3 separate regions of the Sus scrofa genome follow, and regions 1 and 2 are each linked to region 3. A link is a contact called in public HiChIP or PLAC-seq data. All regions are on one chromosome and are shown on one strand. Each heading gives the region's core, a stretch centred on a gene start, on an enhancer-like site or on the middle of the called end of the contact. The rest is flanking DNA. Distances are from core to core; before and after follow the strand shown.

What was found. HiChIP or PLAC-seq counts read pairs in DNA pulled down with a chosen protein or histone mark.
Region 1: a contact with region 3 is called in an H3K27ac HiChIP or PLAC-seq map of alveolar macrophages. The contact joins two enhancer-like sites. A contact is called at or near these places in 1 of 47 Hi-C or Micro-C datasets (embryonic fibroblasts) and 1 of 2 datasets of contacts at active chromatin or transcription factors (alveolar macrophages).
Region 2: a contact with region 3 is called in an H3K27ac HiChIP or PLAC-seq map of alveolar macrophages. The contact joins the promoter of SNAPC3 here to the enhancer-like site in region 3. A contact is called at or near these places in 1 of 5 promoter capture datasets (liver), 29 of 47 Hi-C or Micro-C datasets (adipose tissue, alveolar macrophages, blood and 17 more) and 2 of 2 datasets of contacts at active chromatin or transcription factors (alveolar macrophages and skeletal muscle).

Annotation. Positions count from the first base shown.
Region 1 is chr1:207,201,872-207,205,185 of Sscrofa11.1, forward strand. The region is part of intron 8 of PSIP1 (PC4 and SFRS1 interacting protein 1); the gene reads left to right. Among named protein-coding and RNA genes, the nearest start is that of PSIP1, 30 kb to the left of the region's middle. Within about 2 kb of position 1,825, at least 4 of the 83 cell types and tissues checked have an H3K27ac peak or open chromatin away from gene starts, as enhancers often do. A contact at or near this core is called in alveolar macrophages, where this site is marked.
Region 2 is chr1:207,250,953-207,254,249 of Sscrofa11.1, forward strand. SNAPC3 (snRNA-activating protein complex subunit 3) reads right to left here and starts at 1,468. Exons shown (of 9, transcript XM_001927743.5): 1 at 1,116-1,468; 2 at 333-410. The coding sequence starts at 1,432.
Region 3 is chr1:207,427,975-207,431,488 of Sscrofa11.1, forward strand. All of the region lies in intron 4 of TTC39B (tetratricopeptide repeat protein 39B), which reads left to right. Among named protein-coding and RNA genes, the nearest start is that of TTC39B, 82 kb to the left of the region's middle. Within about 2 kb of position 2,192, at least 10 of the 83 cell types and tissues checked have an H3K27ac peak or open chromatin away from gene starts, as enhancers often do. A contact at or near this core is called in alveolar macrophages, mesenteric adipose tissue, omental adipose tissue and 1 more, where this site is marked.

The sequences.
Region 1 (3,314 bases), core at 575-3,074, 230 kb before region 3:
GGGTATCACATACTTACTAATGTATTATAAAATTTATAATAGGGAAGTTGGGTAAGATAGTTTTTTTGTTTTTGTTTTTAATTTTATTGCTGAAGCTGCAGTGTATGGAATTTCCCAGCCAGGGATTGAACAGCTGTGACCTAGACCACTGTGCTGGGCCAGGGATCTAATCTGTACCTCCACAGCGACCCAAGCTGCTGCACTCAGACTCTTCACCCACTGTGCCACAGTGCGAAGTTAGTGTGTTTAAGAAAGTTTTTAGACAAAGTATTTTTGAAGTGTTTTCCACAAATCTTCTAGTCCTCTAAAATAACCTTATTTAAAACACTAAATTATTTTTATAAGATTTAAAAATATTTTAATGGTAACTTAGTTTTCAAAAAAATATTTTTTTTCTTGCCAACTTTATTTTCTATTATGGATCTTGTTTATGTTGGCAGGAATATATGTTTCGACAAAGAGGGCAAAACTTTGTAGCTTTGTGTTTGAAAATTTTATAAAAAAAGCTCAAGTGAGTTATATCACTTAGGAATGGATTTAGAGCATTTTGAATGAAAAGATTTTATAGGAAATTATAGTTACAGAAAACTAGAGTGTTGGTAATTTTCAACTAATGTATATTTAAAGAGTTTCATTTTACTGCTAAGCCAGCTGTTTAAATATTCTTAAAAATAATGGTACTAAATTATAACATGGTTTTAACTACTCTAGTGAAATTTAAGAAATTAAGTACATGCATGTGAGTTTCTGGTTTTATGTATTTGTTTATTTATTTATTTATTTATTTTTGCCCTTTTTTTTGCTATTTCTTTGGGCCGCTCCCAAAGAAATAGCAAAATTTAAGAAATTAAGTACATGCATGTGAGTTTCTGGTTTTATTTATTTATTTATTTTTGTCTTTTTTTTTGCTATTTCTTTGGGCCGCTCCCGCGGCATATGGAGGTTCCCAGGCTAGGGGTTGAATCGGAGCTGTAGCCACCGGCCTACGCCAGAGCCATAGCAACGCGGGATTCGAGCCGCGTCTGCAACCTACACCACAGCTCACGGCAACGCCGGATCGTTAACCCATTAAGCAAGGGCAGGGATGGAACCCGCAACCTCATGGTTCCTAGTTGGATTCGCTAACCACTGCGCCATGACGGGAACTCCAGTTTCTGTTTTTAAACATAACAAATCTTACTCATCCCCTCCCTAAGATGTGTTCTCTAATCAAGGCATCAGGCATAAAGTCTAGGATTTGAGGATAAACATAAGGCCTTATCTAGAGACTCAGGAACTGAAACATAACTTATTTGCTCTCCTCTCCCCTTTATATATGCACATGGATCTGGGATAGGGAACTGTAGTACTCCAGGGGAGAAGAGGAGGCACACAGCAGTTGGTAGGGAAAATATTGTGAGATCCCTATTTTAAATACTAAGGTATATCTCTCCTTGACTAGGTCCTTGGCAGTCTTCCCTGAGACTATCCTTCTAGTCCATTTCTCTCCATGGCTTTTGGCTGGTTCCTCTGAGAGGTCTCCACTTTTTCAATATCATCTTTAGTTGATTTTTTTCAGTCTTTTTTCAGTATCCTGTTAGTTACACTGAAATGTATTACCCTCATTAGCTGAGCAGCTTTCTCAGTCTGGTTTCATACTTAGGAGTTGGGCCTAAGGTTCCTTTATAGATCTCCATTACTTTCTCTTAATGCAGGCTGGTGCCACTCTTGGTAGTTAGCATGTGTCTGTATGTTTCATTCTCATCAGCTTCATGTGCAGTGGTCTCATTTGTAAGACTTCCCTAAACATGCTTATCTTTTTTTGTGTGTGTGTCTGTTTTGGGCCACACCCGTAGTGTATGGAAGTTCTTAGGCTAGGGGTTGAGTCAGAGCTGTAGCTGCCGGCCTACGCCACAACCACAGCAATGCAGGATCTGAGCTATGTCTGCGACCTACACCGCAGTCATGGCAACTCCAGATACCTGACCCACTGAGCAAAGCCAGAGATTGAACCCACAGTCTCATGGACACTAGTTGGGTTTGTAACTAGCTGAGCCATAACAGACACTTCTTTTCTTGTTTTGTTTTGTGTTCTCTTTTTTTCTTTTTTGGCCACCCTATGAGATAGGGAGTTTCCCAGCCAGGGATCAGATCTGAGCTGCAGCTGTGACCTATACCACAGCTGCAGCAATGCCTGATTCTTTAATCTGTTGTGTCGGTCTGGATTTCAAACCTGTGTCCTGGCATTGCAAAGACCACTGATCCCATTGTGCCACAGCAGGAACTCCTATTATTTGTCATTTGTGCTATGTGTTATTATAATGCTGCTCTCAGCTTTGTATCTGGGCAAAAACTCAGTGGAGTACAGAGGGAAACTTCATAACCCATTTTGAAACTTATGTTCTCCATAAGAACAGCTTATGTTAACATGTTTATAATTTTCTTAGTCTTTTAATGTAACTTTCCTATTGTACCTTGACTGTGACCCATTAAAAAGGGAATTTATCACCGTGAGAAATCTGTTTTTCATGGAAGATGGTAAGGAGGAAGACCTCAGCAAGGCCAGGGATCGAACCTGCATCCTCATAGAGACTAGTCAGATTCTTAACCTGCTGAGCTACAGCAGGAACTTCAAAACCCATATAACATTTGAAAATAAACATAGCCAGTGATAGTTATGGGACAAAACAATTTCTAAAGAGATAAAAAGGTTTTTTTTTTTTTCCCCAATTTAATCTCTTAAGGGTTAAAAGAAGCAGTTGTCTGGTGGGAGGTTAGTGGGTTTGGAATTGAGATACTGGGCTGTTTGACCTTTTTGCACCATCATTTTCTCATTTGTTAAATGGAATGGGTTGGACTAAGTGACCTAGGGTCTCTTCCAGCTTTCAAATCCATTATATGTATGTGAAAATATCAAATTCTTTGAACACTGTTTATTACATTTAATTGACCATATATTTTACCATTATATGCGTAAGTTGGGAGCCTTTTACCTTGTAAAGAATTTTTTTTTCTTTTTTTGCTTTTCAGGGCTGCTCCTGTGGCATATGGAGGTTCCCAGGCTAGGGGTCCAATTGGAGCTACAGCTGCCGGCCTACACACAGCCACAGCAACATCAGATCAGTCACATCTGCAACCTACACCACAGCTCACAGCAACGCCGGATCCTTAAACCACTGAGTGAGGCCCAGGATCAAACCAGCAACCTCATGGTTCCTAGTTGGATTCGTTTCTGCTGTGTCACAACGGGAACTCTGTAAAGGATATTTCTTTACATTTTAAAATGACCATATTTCACCATGGGCAGTTCACTTGTGCAAGTGTATTTTTTCCAG
Region 2 (3,297 bases), core at 218-2,717, 180 kb before region 3:
TAAATATGGACTGAATATTACAGTTAATGCATTTACTGTTAATTTTCTTAAGAATAATAATACCACTCTGATTAAGTAGGAGAATGATACTTTTAGGAGCTATATGATCATGTATTTCGGGGTAAATTATCATAATGTCTGCAACTTACTGAGTCGTTCTGCAATAGAAGACACACAGCGAATATCTCAAACACAAAGAGCTAAAGCCAAGATGGCTAAATGTCAACAATGCCTGAATTTAGTGGATAGAATGATAACAATACCATACTGTCGACTTCTGAATAATACAATGTTGAAAGAAATATTTAAACAAATGACAAAGTCCTCCATACCCCAAAGTCACTAGGTCGGTATTCTCTGGGATGACTTCTGGATCCTCCCCTTCCTCAAGGCACTTCAGTTTATCAAGGCTAAAACAAAACAAACAAAAAAAAAGCAATCACGAATCCTTCCGTAGCGCGTTGAAGAGTGTGTCCTAAATACGTTAATGAACAATTAAGAAATCAGATAAAATCCAGCAGGCGCCTCAGAGGAGGCCAGAATTAAAGGCGAATTCTGTGCGATATTCATTAAGTAAAAGGATACATGGCGTTTGAGGAGGCCAATACTGTTAAATAGACAAAGAGATGTTACTTTCATATTTTCACCCAAAATAAGGCACTCTGGGGAAAATCTCATTAACAGCATACCCGGGAGGTCGCCAAAAGAGACCACAGTTAATCAAGATTCCATTCTGGTTTAACATCCTTCCAGCTTCTTCGTTCCTAAGGTCCTTCCAACATCAAAGTGCCTCTCAATGGCAGATACCCGTCGCTGTTACTATAATTGTTTTACTACATTAACAATCACTTAAAAAACTAGTGAGTAGAAAAATGAATCTCTTATGCAGCTCTCTCCCTTCACTCCAACTAGCAGAAATTGTGCATTCCGATCACGGGACTTCTCCCGTCACTCAGGGAAGGCTTTCACCAGGCTGAAAGCTTTGAAAGGGCAGCCTGTCTACCCCGGGGGAGTAAACCACAGGCCCGCCCTAGGATGAGTCCCAGCGGAGCGCAGGAGCAAGGCTGCACCTGGGTAGACCCCAAGTCCCAAGAGCCCCTCGGCCCCGCACTCACCCGCACACCGCCCTTAGCTCTGCTGCCGCTTCCAGGCTGCAGCCCAGATCCCGGGCCACGGCAGCATCCTCCCGGCCGGAGTCGGCGACCGTGTCGCCCTCGGGCACCGCGGGTGCCGGAGGCTCCTTCAGCGACAAGTCCCCTTTTCCGCGCAGTCGGCAGCGCCACAGCTCCCCAAAAGCGCCCACGTGGAAAGCGCGTGTGTTTAGCTCAGGAAGCTCGTACTCTGGAAAGCCGCAGCCACCACTGCTGGGGGCCGGGTCTTGTCTGTCCTCCATCCTGCCGCACGCTGGACCGCCCCGACTGCCTTCAGCCATATTCGTCCCACTCCCTTCCCTGAGAAAGCCGGCGGATCAAGGCCTCGCGGAGCATGCTGGGACTTGCAGTTGCGCGGGGCCCGGGCCAGCAGGCAACGAGGCTGCACGTGCCCAACTTCAGGTACTACATTTCCCGGCAGGGCCTGAGTCGTACCCGCCCCGGGGCGCGGCACCGCGAGTCTCCGCGTGCGGGGTTGAGTGCATTGTTCTCCGCTGGCGGCGTTTCGAAGAGTGGCTTGGTTTTCTGTTCACTGCAGCTTGTGTGACTGGTTTTTCGGCTCTCCGGGTTACGCAGCGTCGCTCTCTGCGGGGCCGAGCGGCTTTGACAAGCCCATGGCCCCACTCAGTGCTTTCCTCTCGGCCCGGGGGTGTGGGACTTTTCGTTGATTTAAGGGTTGCGTGGCTGCCTCACTGTCCCAGAGCCTGAGAGCCTTGGGGGTCGAGGGCTGAGACGGGGTGGGGGGGGCACTACCGGACCTCCAGATCCGGTTCCTTGAGAACCTCCCCAACGCCCCCCACCCCCAGTAATATATGTATCACTGCTGAACAGGCGCAACATGCTGTTGATTTTTTGAGCACTTAATATGTGTCAGACACTGTACATTATTATCCCTAGTGTATATTTTAAAAAATCACAACAACCTTGCCAGGCAGGGATTACCATCCCCATTGAGCTACTGAGGAAGGAGTTAACCTCCAGGAGACAGAAGCAAGGTCAGAACTCAATCCGTCTAGCTTCAGATGGCACTTTCTCCATGTGTCCGAAGCCCCAGAGGAGGCAACGTAGCAGAACATATGGGAGGAGCCTTGATTACTTACTTATTGCTCTATAATTCACATACCATACACCTGACCCGCTGTAAATGTTCTTTCAATGGCTTTTAGTAGATTTACAGTTAGGCAAACAGCACCACAGTCAATTTAAGAACATCTTCATCACTTCAAAAAGAAACCCCATTTATTTTACCTATCATCCCAACTCCTCCAGCCTTAGGCATTTAATATGAATGGCATCATATATGTGATCTTTTAGTGACTAGCTTCTTTCATTTAGCATGTTTTCAGGATTTATCCGTATTGTAGTATGTACTGGAACCTCACTTTTTTATGGCTAAATATACACAGTGTATGGATATATGACGTTTTATTTATCCATTTATCAAAAAAAGGTCTACCTTTTGGCCATTATGATACTACTGCTAAACATTCATGTACAAATTTTTGTGCAGTTTCATTTCCCTTGAAGATATATGTGTATCTAATGATATATATGTAGGATTGCTAGGTCATGTGGTAACTCTGTCGTTAAAGCATTTGAAGAACTGCCAGACCTTTTCACAGTGGTTGCCCCATTTTACACTGCCACTAGGATTGTATGAGGATTTTGATTTCTCTACATCCTTGCCAATGCTTGTTATTTACTGACTCTTTGATTATAGCTATCCTGGTGGGTGTGAAGTGGTATCTTGTGGTTTTGATTGCATTTTTCCAGTGACTAATGGTACTGAGCATCTTTTTGTGTGCTTTTTTGACCATCTGTCTTTTTTTTTTTTCTTTTTTTTTTTTTTGAGGAATATTTAAGTCCTTTGCCCACTTTAAATTAAGTTATGAGTCCTGGTATATACCGGTAGGTTGTCGTAGAAGACATCCGTTGTTTTTGTCTGCTTAGCAGTTTGTTTCTTAGCATTGACCCTGCCTACTCCTTTTGGTCCCCCAGGGGCTGCCAATCATAGAACCATTCTCCCTTTGCCACAGTGATTGGGTCAAGGATGAGTAAGTGACTCAGCTAGAGCCAATTAGAATCCTCCCATGGAATTTTTATCTATAAAACACCCTTCCTCCATTCTGAAGACCTAAGGATGTGC
Region 3 (3,514 bases), core at 942-3,441:
ATTATCATATGATATTTGTCTTTTTCTGTCTGACTTACTTCACTTAGTATAATAATCTCTAGGTCTATCCATGTTGCTATAAATGGTATTATTTCATTTTTTATGGCTGAGTAATATTCCATTGTGTATATATACCACATATACCACATCTTCTTTATCCATTCCTGTGTCAGTGGACATTTTGGTTGCTCCATGGCTTAGCTATTGTAAATAGGTATATGTAATTATTTTGAATACTTTATTTATCAAGTAAAAGAAGCAGTTAAAAATGTAAGGAGTAATTTAGAGAAACTTAGAAGTACAGCATTATTGTATATTGATTATTGGTTTTTTAGCCTTCTATTCATTTTAACACAAATCATAAAAATCCTCTCTCTGCCTTCTACTCAACAGTTCTCATGAAGCAGATATGATTAGTAGTGGGTCATTAGATATGAGCAAATGTGGAGAAGTTTGCCAGGTAAGAAAGTCTGAGAGTATATGTGGTTCTTATCAGGTGAGGCTGGGCAGTTTGACACTCTTAGATAATTATACTAATGCCTCAGTACATGTTAAGTGCCTATACTTTTATTTCCATGTGTGTACCTGAGTTTTTCTATGTTGTAAAGTAGTAACAGCAGGCTTGACTACTGTTTCCTTTCCTTCTTACAGATAAGGAAACAGAAACTTGGGGAGGTAAAGTATATTGTTCAAGGTTACAGAGCTAGGAAGTGGTAGAGATAAGAGTATTTTCTTTATAGCATTAATTTTATCTTTGAAAATTTTATAAATCAAATTTCCATGATAAAAGTAACATGGACAGAGTTCAAATAATTTGGAATAAGAAAAAAGTCACCAATTATATCTCTACTCAACATAGCATCAGTATAAACTGTGAGCTCTCAGAGGGTAGAAACAAAATCTCCAGGTAAATAACTGAACATGGCATAGGGGTCAGATCTGTTCTCTAGGACGACAGTTTCGTGGAATGAGTACATATAAGAAATCTTTGATTCAGAGTCTTAAAGCAAAGGGACTCGAATAAAGTAAAAACATTCTCTGGATGCCCTTAGCCAAGAATCCTGTATTCCTGTCTGCTTTCTGATGACTCGATCAATGAATATCCTCTTCTCCCCTCCCCCACCTTCAAATCTTCATAAATAATAAAATTCTGACATATTGATTTCTTACAGATAATATGACCTTTATGTTCCAAAGGGCTAGATTTTTGCTTCTGTTTGCCTTATAGCTAGTGAGAAGTAAAGCTTCTTAAATAATGCTTCAGATGTTCTGAAGGTAATTTATTCCTCCTTTATCCTCCATATTGACATTTTATTCTTTTCTGACTGTCAGCACTACCACTGTCTTGCCAATGTGGGGAGGGGTGATGAAAACAGTAGCAGTTCTTAGAGTCTCTATACCCTTAGGGGACTTCCTGCCCTGCTGTGATAGTTCCACTCCTGCTCCCTGCCTCCTGGAGCCCCCCAAAAGGCAGGCGCAGAAACATATGCAGGCACTTCCAGTGCTTTACAGTTCTCTCCCGGACAGGCGGACAGACAGATAATGTGGCCCACATTGTCGGCCCCCATCATTGGCACTTTGGATATGGCACCAGCCTCTATTCAGTCCCTGGCACCCACTCTGGAGAATTCCAGTCGGATCTCAGATCAGCACCTCAGACAGCTCCCAGACCCTGTCTCCCCTCCCCCTCCCTCTGGAAACAACCAAATAAATTAAAAGGGGGGGGGGTACAACTAAGGATAAGGAAGAAGGGTACCTCTCCCTCAGAGTCAAAAGAGCTTTCTGCTTCCTCCAACTCTTCTGCTGAGGCGCTGCTGCTGCTCCCAGGTGACCTTCTAGACTGAGTTTGTTCCAAAACCTCAGACTCCTGAAACTGGCATCTTTCTACCCCCCAACTTCCAACATTCAGCACATTGGAAAAAGTGGGGAGAGGTGGTGGGGGTGGGGCAAAGGGCCGTTGCCAATATCTTGTGTTTCACAATTGATTAGATACCTAAATTGGGTTATTATTTTAGATATCTTTCCTTTTCAAAATATAAAAGACTCATTTTGCCTTTAAATGAATGTATCTTCTCAATCAGAAACAGGAAGGAAGTGTCTTTGCTTTACTGAAGATCTAATTGAGGGAGGCCCCTGGGTGGGGCTCCCACAGATCAAGACTGAGTGTGTAGTCTCTCTGGGCTGAACACTCACAGCTTTTGGAGAATTATACTTGGGTGGTAATTTGCACAGGCCGTGACAGTTCACCCAGCAGGCTCGTAGCAACCCTTGCCTTTGTTTTTCCTGCACGACTTGTGAAATGGGGTGGGGGGGACATTTCAAGGATGAGGCAATGCACTTAGGGAAGTGAAGTGACTTTCTGAATGTCACAGGCTAGAGTGGCAATGCCGACTTCTGATTTCCTGTCCAGGAATTTTCATTACATCACATTAGGCGTGAGGAGGAGGATGCCATGAGGATGATCCTCTTGGAGATACTTGGCTGCTTTTCAATAGCCATCCTCATGGCTCTGGTCTGGTTGGACAGGTGTGGTGGGGCTGGGTGGAAGGGTTTGAACCTCCTGAGGCAGCTGTGGGTGGCTGTGTTAGGTTCATAATCTAAGGGAGCCATATGATTGAACATGTTTTAGGAAGAGGAGTATGAGAGTACCTAGGGCGAATTAAAACAAAATTAGTGTTATCTCAGAACTTGCTGGGCCCATCCCAGGCCTACTGAGTCAGAAACGCTGGTGGTGGGGCCCAGCAGGATGTTTTAACAGGCTCTCTGGTGAGTTGACTGCACATTGAAGCTTGAGAATGACCTAAGCAAAGCAAGTAATAGGAAGCCATTCTAGAGACTGTTTCAGAATTCTGACTTGAAGTGATGATAGTCTCAATTCATGTGATGGGATGCACATTAATTAAACTTAATTAATTAAACTCACCCTTTTGGTTGTTCTTTGTAGAACACGTGGTGGTATCGATATTCTTCTGGGGGAGGATGTTAATTTCATGTGAGCACGTTACTGAAATGTTTAGGAGGCTTTAGCGCCCACTTTGGTTTCTCCCTCTGAGCTGCCTTGCAAGTGTGTCCTCCTGCCAGGTGCCAGTGTGGCCACCTGAGAGGCAGAAGTAACCACTGGTGTCTGTTCCTAGCCCATTTCCTGGTAATAAAAGGTGAGCTGTACTCCCGAGAGAACTGGTGGGAGTGGAAATTAAGGAAACAGGTGAGAAGTAACCCTGGAAAACCTAATGCTTGAATGGAAGGGGTGATTAGAAAAGGGGTGGGAATTTCTGAGCTACAAATTTCCTTTTGTTCTTAGAAAAAAATCTACCTTCTCTGCCGTGGTGGTTTCTGGTTTCTGCCTGCTTTCTGTCCTCACTTCCTCCCACTCGGCCTTGCTCACCACATTCCCAGCCTAGAATCTCCTCTTCTCTCTTCATCCTAGAGATTCCCATGGCTGCTTCCCTTCTGTAGCAACCCGCTGTTACCCTTTTCAAGAGCTTTCCAAGCCCTTCCTCATCAATGCTGGGCC